Regions from separate parts of the Mus musculus genome. Here region 1 is linked to region 2. The links are chromatin contacts, called in public Hi-C maps. All regions are on one chromosome and are shown on one strand. The core of a region is the stretch at or near the end of the contact, and the rest is flanking DNA. Distances in the headings are between cores, read along the strand shown. Region 1 overlaps Eml6 (echinoderm microtubule associated protein like 6). Region 2 has its middle 10 kb from the start of Gm12092.

Region 1 (4,091 bases), core at 962-3,461, 220 kb before region 2:
AAGACATCACTTACTCTGGTGCTTTAAACGGTGACATCTATGTCTGGAAAGGGCTCACCTTAGTCCGCACTATTCAAGGAGCACATAGTGTGAGTATTGCTATATGGGGCTCTGAGATGATGTAATGAGGGATGATGTAATATGGATTGATGTAATGTGGATGATGTACTGAATGGGTTAAGGCCACACATCTCTCTGTTTCTGCCCTTTGCTTTACAGTTAGACTTCAAACAGTTGTATACACATACACATAAGCATACACATACACATATACATACACATACATACACATACATGAAATGATTCATGAAGATTTCTCACCTGGGGGGGGAATCCATACTAAATCCACCCTTCACCTTAACTTTAAACTAGCTGATTAGTGTTAATACCTTCAAATTCATTCACTGTTACCACTTTTAGTGCTGCAGATTGAACCCAGAGCCTCACACACTAGGCAAGACCTCTGTCATTAAGCTGCATCCCCAGACCTCATTACTCTTCCCATGAAGAAAACCTTAGACAACTCAGTGAAATAGTTTAGACACTTTAGAGTCTTCCCAGTCATCTACGGTGAAAGCCATTTGTCTTGGTTTCATTGCCAAATGACTCTTAAAATAATTAAGAGGTCAGAATTTGTCTTCATTCGTTAAATGATCTGCTGCCTCAGCAATAAGTTTCTCTCTGTCAGCATAATGTGACATAACAGCTTTTAAAAAATCAAGTAAAATAAGGGTCAAGGTATTTTAAATATGAAAAGGGAGTCATGCAATAGTACACAATGCTGACATGATGCTATTTGTAGTTTTTGGTTTGTCAAAAGTGACACCATCCTGAAAAGCTGAGATCTGCCTCAGATACCCCTATACTTGTAAATGGTATGGCACCATGCCCCTAGTCTGTGTCTCTACTTCGTTAATTTATGACTTAAGTGTGCCACCTTTGTAATGTCTTTGTTTCAGAAGACTCAGTTGTCATATAGAAATGTGATTCTGTATCTGCTTTTACTAAGGCACTCATAACTAACATTTTGGGTGGTAGCGGTAACAATGTTATCAAATTAGATGTGTTGGAATTGCTTTGCTTCCTGGTGGTGGCTGTAATTACTGCAATCCAGCTGAGATGAAGTATGTTGATCTGCTGTCAGATTTCAACAGAAAACAGCATTTGCTTTAATTAGTTTTGCTCTGTTATTTTTAATCATGGAGATTCAGCAACAATGACATTTGTGACTGTGGGATTGAATTCTACCTCTTATAATTGACAGGCTGGGATCTTCAGCCTGTATGCTTGTGAAGAAGGCTTTGCTACTGGTGGGCGAGATGGTTGCATACGATTATGGGACACTGATTTCAAACCAATAACCAAAATTGATCTCAGGGAGACGGAACAAGGATATAAAGGTAAAATGTGTGTTAGTACTTACCATGTGCTCTAAGAAGGTTATGTACAATGTCAAGTTGTGTGTTTCTGTTTAAGAGAAAGAAGTAAATATAAGGGCTAGAGAGACAGCTCAGCTATTAGGAGCATTCACAGAAGATCTGGATACAGTTCACACCACCCACAGGGCGCCTCATGAGTGCCTGTAATTCCAGTTCCAGGGACCTTGTGTCTCCTTCTTGCTTCTGTGTATATTAGGTATACACATAGTACACACACATGCATGAGACATATCACTTATAAAGTGAAAGTTTTTTAAAGAATTAATTATGTAAATTTTATATTCTACCTGACAGTATTTGCTTTGTTCTATGAAGACTTTAAGGGTTTACATAAAAATATTGAATACAAGCTCCAAAGTATGTTGAAAATGAGTAGATAGCTTTTCCCCTGCTTGGCATAAAGCTACAGTGATCCTGTAGCAAAGACAGATGATAACATTACAGTGAAAAAGCTGAACGGTTTCCCAGAATATGGGATTATTTTCAGTGATGAAATGAAGAATTTCTGGACAAGACAGTCAATAAATGTGACAGTGTGTAGCCTCTGAAAATAAACCTGTGTCCACTTGTAGCACTGAAGTGGCTAGGGTAGACATCAGAGAGCAGAGAGAAGAAAACATGTACCGTATGTCCTCAGGCTATCTTCCCTAAGCAGTGTTGTTTCCAATCAAATTTTATTTTTAAATTTAGCAACAGAGCAATGAGCTGGATGTTGTGATTCATCTTATACCACAAGCTACCTTCTTCCTTCTGCCATTCACATAGTGACTCATGTCACACCACAGGCTACATCCTTCCTTCTGCCATTCACTATAAAAAATGCCTCACAGCTCTTCTGGAGACTGCACTGATTCTATCTTAGGGAGTTGTGGATACCTAACACCGGGCTTCTTAGAAAGTTGTAGAATTTGGTTCCTACTTTACTCTGTCAATTAGGACAAAGTCAAGGTCCTTAAATTCTCTATAATATCATGTGGTTTTAAGCAGCTTTATTCAGAAGAATATATAAATATGTAGAAGCAAGTTAGTTTTCTAAGAGTCACATTTTAAAAAAAGCAAAATCTTTCAACCAAATAACTCCAGACACCCACCCTCTTGAGTGTTTGCAGAGTGAGGGTAAGCAAGGCTAGAAGGAGGGTGTGGAGGAGCAGAACAGACAGGAGGAGACAGAGGGGACAGCAGATCCTTACACACTGTCCCACACGCAGAGAGATCTTAACCTTCTGCTCTGCCTACTCCCTGCTTCAAACATGGAAGTAAAGCACATTTGAGAGGAACAGATTCAGGCAAAACAGTATCAGGATTGCCTTGGTCTCAATGTGAATGTAAAACTATAGGAGTGACTTTATCTTCAGATGGACTTTTGATATGCATGAATTCCCTCCCCCCCTTTTTGCTGTTGGGTGACAATGACTGTTGACCTCATTTGCATGGAAACTATGTTTTGTGGTTCTTTTCTGGGGTTTTGATTTTATTTTCCATTTTATTAAAAAGACTTTCTAAACATTCAGCAAGAACATTTTAAAGGTCATGTTCTAATTCTATAACACCATACTTGCTACTTTTGAAAGACCCCCGAAGAGGGGAGAACCTCACTCAAGTCTCAGGATGACGCGACCCCCCCAAGAAGGATGGTCTCACAAGAGACCGTCCTTGCTGCAATTGCACAAGGTTTATTGACAGGAACCAGCCCACTGGGGTCAACTCGTATCCCACGCAGGGGTAGAGGAGTTCGACCCTGAGTAGCTGGGAAAGGGGATATTTAAAGGAAAGAAACACAACCCAAGGGGGAAGGGAGGGTATTATTGGAAAATGCGGAAAATACGAGTGAAGAATCACAAGCGGGTACTAAAAATCACAAGGGGAAACTCCCTGCTTCTCAAGATTGTTCTCAAGACTTTAATCTAACTTTTGTGGTCGGCCAGGTCCTGGAACAAGGTCACTGAACTGGATAACCTACATTCTTGGTGCTAGGGGGTCTGAATTTTTCCTGGTCTTTCACTTTGTGTCTAAAGTTTGAAGATATTAATCAGGAGCAGTGAGATAGCTCAACCTTAAAAAGTACTTGATGCCAATCCTGATGACCTGAGTTCAATCCCTGAAACTCACATGATAGGAAGAAAAAACTGATTACTGTAAGTTGACATCTGACCCTCATATGCATTCTACATATGCATTTATGCATGTGCATGTATGTATATGCACACACACACACAAATAACTAACTAAATGTCTGTATCCACCAGCAGCCATGAAGAACTGGGTTCCTGAAAGGAAAGCTGGGGATATATGGGAAGGACAGACAGGAGAGGAATGCGACCAAGACAGTGTTTCTGATCAAGGCCTAATGTTTTAATTCTTCAGTCTGAGTATAAAGGGGGGAACCCATTCCCCACTTGGCTAGAATCTCATCACTTTGCCAGGATCTCTCTGGAAGACAAGCTCAGCTTCTCAGCAGGTAGTGACTTCTTGCAGGAAGCTGCAGAATTGGCAGGACAATAGACTTCACCTAGGTCTGAAGACTCCACCCTAGGTGGGCTAGCTGACTGTGGGAAAACAAGGTCTGATTTAGCCCACCCACACAAGGCTGGGGAAGGGCACAGTTTCTTCCTTTTTATTTATTAAAAATTAGCTGAACTGGGGCATAAGATT
Region 2 (4,436 bases), core at 336-2,835:
ATACCAAAAATACCAGTTAAGAGTCACAAGGAAGTGCAAAGACACAAGTGTCAGGTTATCTCTCAAGACAGTTTCTAAGAGCCCCTAACAATCTAAGAGCCCCTAGCAATAGCACCTTTGCATAGTGGGTTCCAGCAATGGTCAGGGTGGGTCAGGGTGACTTTCTTTGAATGAACACTCTTTAAACCCAGGAAGCGGGTGGGTGGAGGAAGGAATGTCACTATCTGCTTTATGATTAGCATACCTTGGAGCATTGAGTTTATTACTCTTTCAATCTCTTGTACTAATAGTTACTTCAGGACACGGTCTACACAAGGCAGCCAGCAAAAAATGGTAGCACTTATTTACCAGCTTCTGAGTTGAGTAATGAATTGCTTTCCCATCATCCTCTGAACATGACTATTTTTAGTGCTATGAGCTCACAGATCTAAACGTATTTGATATGGTTCATTTTATCACTGTTATTCCTATTAATATTCAAAGTATTACCTCTTTGAGGTGGCTCTGGAGTCATTTGAAACTGTCCTAGACATCTCTGACATCTTCATCACCATGTCTGATGGTAGTTCTGCTTCCTTTTGTGAATTCAGACTTGCTGTTTCAGGCTGTGAATTGCCATTTTATCAAGTAGTATGGCTTTTGCTGATGGAAGATGCTATTTCAAAACTTTGACCTGGAGGGTTCTTACTACTTGGGTGTTGGCTAGACATTAACTTTGAAATTGTGGGGTTCTCATTTGTGGCTAACATCAGAAGCTCCTGGGATAAACAACCACCTCTGAGCATTTCTCTTACCACCTGTTACATGCATAACATGGAGTTAATTTATTGACTTATTCATACTGCAGTTTAATTGTCTGTAAAATGTGAATAACTGTGGCTGAATTTGTAGGATTCTGGTGAGGTTTGAATAATGTAATATAAAGAACGTAGAATAGGGCCTGACACTTAGCTCTGTGTAAGACAATTATCACTGTTCTTTCTAGCCTAGTCACTGTGCTTGCTCATACTGCATTTTATTCAGACCGAGTGACATAATGGTTTATTTTAATAAGGCTATTCTAGAGTTCTATCTACAGCATTTATCCTAGTAACATGTTGCTCTAAAATGACTCAACACACACCCATATTAGAGCATTTCCTGTGAAGGAATCCAAGATTTACAAAACTGCAAACATTTAGATTGTCCTAGATACCAGGATATTTCCTGCTTTTTAGACTTGTCTGGAAAAGGGTAAGTTGGCAGGACCTAGTTGGAAGTGAACCAACCAAGGAATTACTGTTTCTCGCTAAGCTGGAGACTTTGACAAGCCACATGTCTGTTCTTCCCTGGTTAGACATTGAGAGCTACAAGTGTAGCCTTCTCCAAGACATCCAGCTCCCTCTCTAATCAAACAGGCAGAGCTGCAAAAATCCCTGATCACATGAACCACACCCCCAATCCTGTGTGGAAGCCTATCAATACTGAAGTGTGGAGCCTTTGCCACACAATTCTTTCTGCAAGTTTGAAGACTTAAAGATGTCACAGTGGCTTCCCCAGAGTGCCCTAGACTGGTGACAGTCAAGAGCAGTGGCCCTGTGGGTGCTCATGTGCCACAGACTGGACCCAGTCAGTCCCTCAACCAGAGAATTCAGGGTCCTGGCTCTCAGGTGGACAAGGGGGGGGGGATGACTAACAGACATGGACACCAAAGAGAGTGCTGTATCTGAATGTAATTTCTCAAAGCAAGTATCAGACTTATATTACAGAAGAAAACAAGGAAGTTAGGTGATACATCAGCCAGGGTACATTGAGATGCATAATGGCTCTTTACACAAAACAGAGAAAATGCACACATAAAAGCTACCAGGAATCAGGCAATGTTTACAACTGAGATAAGATCAGCCCTATCTAAAATCAACTATTCACAGGAGCCAGGTGAAAGGGCTAATATGCCCACATGCAATTCTAGTCTATTGTTAAACCCACCACCAGGGACCCTTTAGTAAATACCTAATTATGCTATTCCTCTGGGCCTAGAGAAAAACATGCACCTGGGAAGTTCCTTTCTACTAACCTTTTCATGAATAATACAATACTCTAGTTCCTCCTTAAACCACAACCTACCTTCTTTCTACAATTATGTAATGTAGCCTGCCATTCATGTCCATAATGAGAATTCTAAGTTTACTTTGTTGAACTAGCCCTGAGATTTCTAGCTCCTATCCAGCAAACTGCAATGCTTGATTTCTAACTATCAACACTGAAGGCATTTTGTCTGAATGAGTAACATTCTTATGAAATTCCAAGCCCAGGGTCGGCTCAAGGACTGCCTAGGACATCAGGACATTGGTGAAGGTCAGGAAGCAAAGTTTAATCTAACTTAGCTATTTGTCAAATCATTCTTTGGGGGCACCTATAGTAAAACAATACTGAAAGGAAACACTTTAAACCCTTCACCGACTATCGCAAGGGCATATCTGGAACATTTGTGTTACAGGATGCCAAGGCTCCAGGAGACCAGTTTCCATGAAACTTTTTGCCTCAGGACTGCAGTCAAGCTTTTGGACTTGCCACACAGACTTCACTGGAGTGGGTGTGGCACTCATGTGATCCATCAGATCTCAAGAAAGTCCCAGGGTACTTCTCTAAAAGTGGGACTTCCCCGGGGTCTAAAAGCGGCATTTGTTGGCAATTGCACATTTTTTAAAATTTTATTGGATATTTTATTTATTTATATTTCAAATGTTATCCCCTTTCCCAATGCCCCCCCCCAGAAGCCCCCTATCCCATCCCCCCTCCTCCTGCTTGTGAGGGTGTGCCTCCACCCACTCACCCCCAACTCCCTGCCCACGCATTCCCCTACACTGGGGCATCTGGGTCTTCACAGGACCAAGGGCCTCTTCTCCCATTGATGCCCGACAAGGCTGTCCTCTGCTACATATGGGGCTGAAGCCATGGGTCCCTCCATGTGTACTCCTTGGTTGGTGGTTTAGACCCTGGGAACTCTGGTTGGTTGGTATTGTTGTTCTTCCTAAGGGGTTGCAAACCCTTTCAGCTCCTTCAGGTCTTTCTCTAATTCCTCCATTGGGGACTCTGTGATCAGTTCAATGGCTGGCTGCAAGTATCCGCATCTGCATATGTCAGGCTCTGGCAGAGCCTCTCATAAGACAGCTATATCACCCTCATGTCAGCATGAACTTCTTGTCATCCACTATAGTATCTGAGTTTGGTGACTGTATATGGGATGGATGCATGAGGTAGTCTCTGGATGGCCTTTCTTCAGTCTCAGCTCCACACTTTGTATTTGCTCCCATGAGTATTTTGTTACCCCTTCTAAGAAGGACCGAAGCACCCACACTTTGAGCTTCATATGGTCTGTGAATTGTATCTTGGGTATTTCTGAGCTTTTGAGCTAATATCCTCTTATCAGTGAGTGCATACCTGTTGTGGTAAATCTCCTCCCAAATATGCCCTGGCAAGGAAAACACAACACAGTTAATATGAATACATACTATGCCTCTAGATTGGACAGATCTACCACTACACTACCATCTTCCACAGCTTATGAAACCCCTTAGACCTTGCAGTTTCTCCAGGCCCTGTGCTTCTGCTCTGCTTTTCTCCTTCTTCCCCCTCCTCTGCGTCCTCTCCCTCTTTCATTTTCTCCTTCTTTTCTCTCCCTCACCTTCCTTCCCACCTTCCCTTTTATCTGCCCTGTGGAAAGCCTTTTGGGGTATCGCTTGGCAGGAGTCTGACATTGGCTAAGGACAAAGAAGTGGGCTTCAGACAGGAATCTGACATTGGCCTACGACAGGGAAGTAAGCTCAGACAGGAATCTGACATTAGGGCAAGATAAGGCAAGAATCTAACTTTAGGCTGTAATAGGGAAGTAGGATTAGGCAGGAATTTTGGTCTCAGGGTGGAACTAGGCCTCAGACAAGACTTTTGGGTTTGGACGAGGAAGTGGGCTCAAGTTTTTCAGTCATTATGATAAGCCCTTTTTAAACAACTATCAGGAGTAATCACAGGACTGCTTTGTTAGTAGTTCCTTATCGTACTGCTGCTTTGTTCCTTATTGTACTGCTTGCCCAAAATACTTGCATGTAATTAAAATGGTATAAAAAGTGGGCTGGAAAATAAAAATTTGCCTTCAGTCTTAGAATGAACTGGGGTCACACTACCACGTTGTCTAAATATCTTTTTTCTTTTTAATCCTCACTCCTGTGCTGGAGAACCTGCTGACTGACCCAGTGGGCTTGGTTACTGCCCAATCATCAGCTCTCCTTTACTTTACAAATTAAGGTGGGGAGCAGGTTTACAGGAAATCACCTGAGTGCTGACTCATTCCTTGTTCGAAGCCACTCATAGGAGAAAGGAATTAACATCAAATATAATTAGCCCCAGGGCTATCCACAACACATACCATGCGTGTTCTTTTGTGTTTGGGTTACCTC

The links. Hi-C and Micro-C count contacts between places; a contact is called where the count stands out from the background.
Region 1: a contact with region 2 is called in a Hi-C map of bone marrow-derived macrophages, with 2.2 times the contacts expected there. The contact joins two enhancer-like sites. A contact is called at or near these places in 2 of 484 Hi-C or Micro-C datasets (both in bone marrow-derived macrophages) and 2 of 115 datasets of contacts at active chromatin or transcription factors (embryonic stem cells and microglia).

The regions. Positions count from the first base shown.
Region 1 is chr11:29,877,956-29,882,046 of GRCm38.p6, reverse strand. Eml6 (echinoderm microtubule associated protein like 6) reads left to right here. Exons shown (of 42, transcript NM_146016.2): 6 at 1-89; 7 at 1,265-1,400. Among named protein-coding and RNA genes, the nearest start is that of Gm22588, 31 kb to the right of the region's middle. Within about 2 kb of position 2,211, at least 55 of the 459 cell types and tissues checked have an H3K27ac peak or open chromatin away from gene starts, as enhancers often do. A contact at or near this core is called in bone marrow-derived macrophages, where this site is marked.
Region 2 is chr11:29,653,495-29,657,930 of GRCm38.p6, reverse strand. No RefSeq gene overlaps it. Among named protein-coding and RNA genes, the nearest start is that of Gm12092, 10 kb to the right of the region's middle. Within about 2 kb of position 1,585, at least 22 of the 459 cell types and tissues checked have an H3K27ac peak or open chromatin away from gene starts, as enhancers often do. A contact at or near this core is called in bone marrow-derived macrophages, where this site is marked.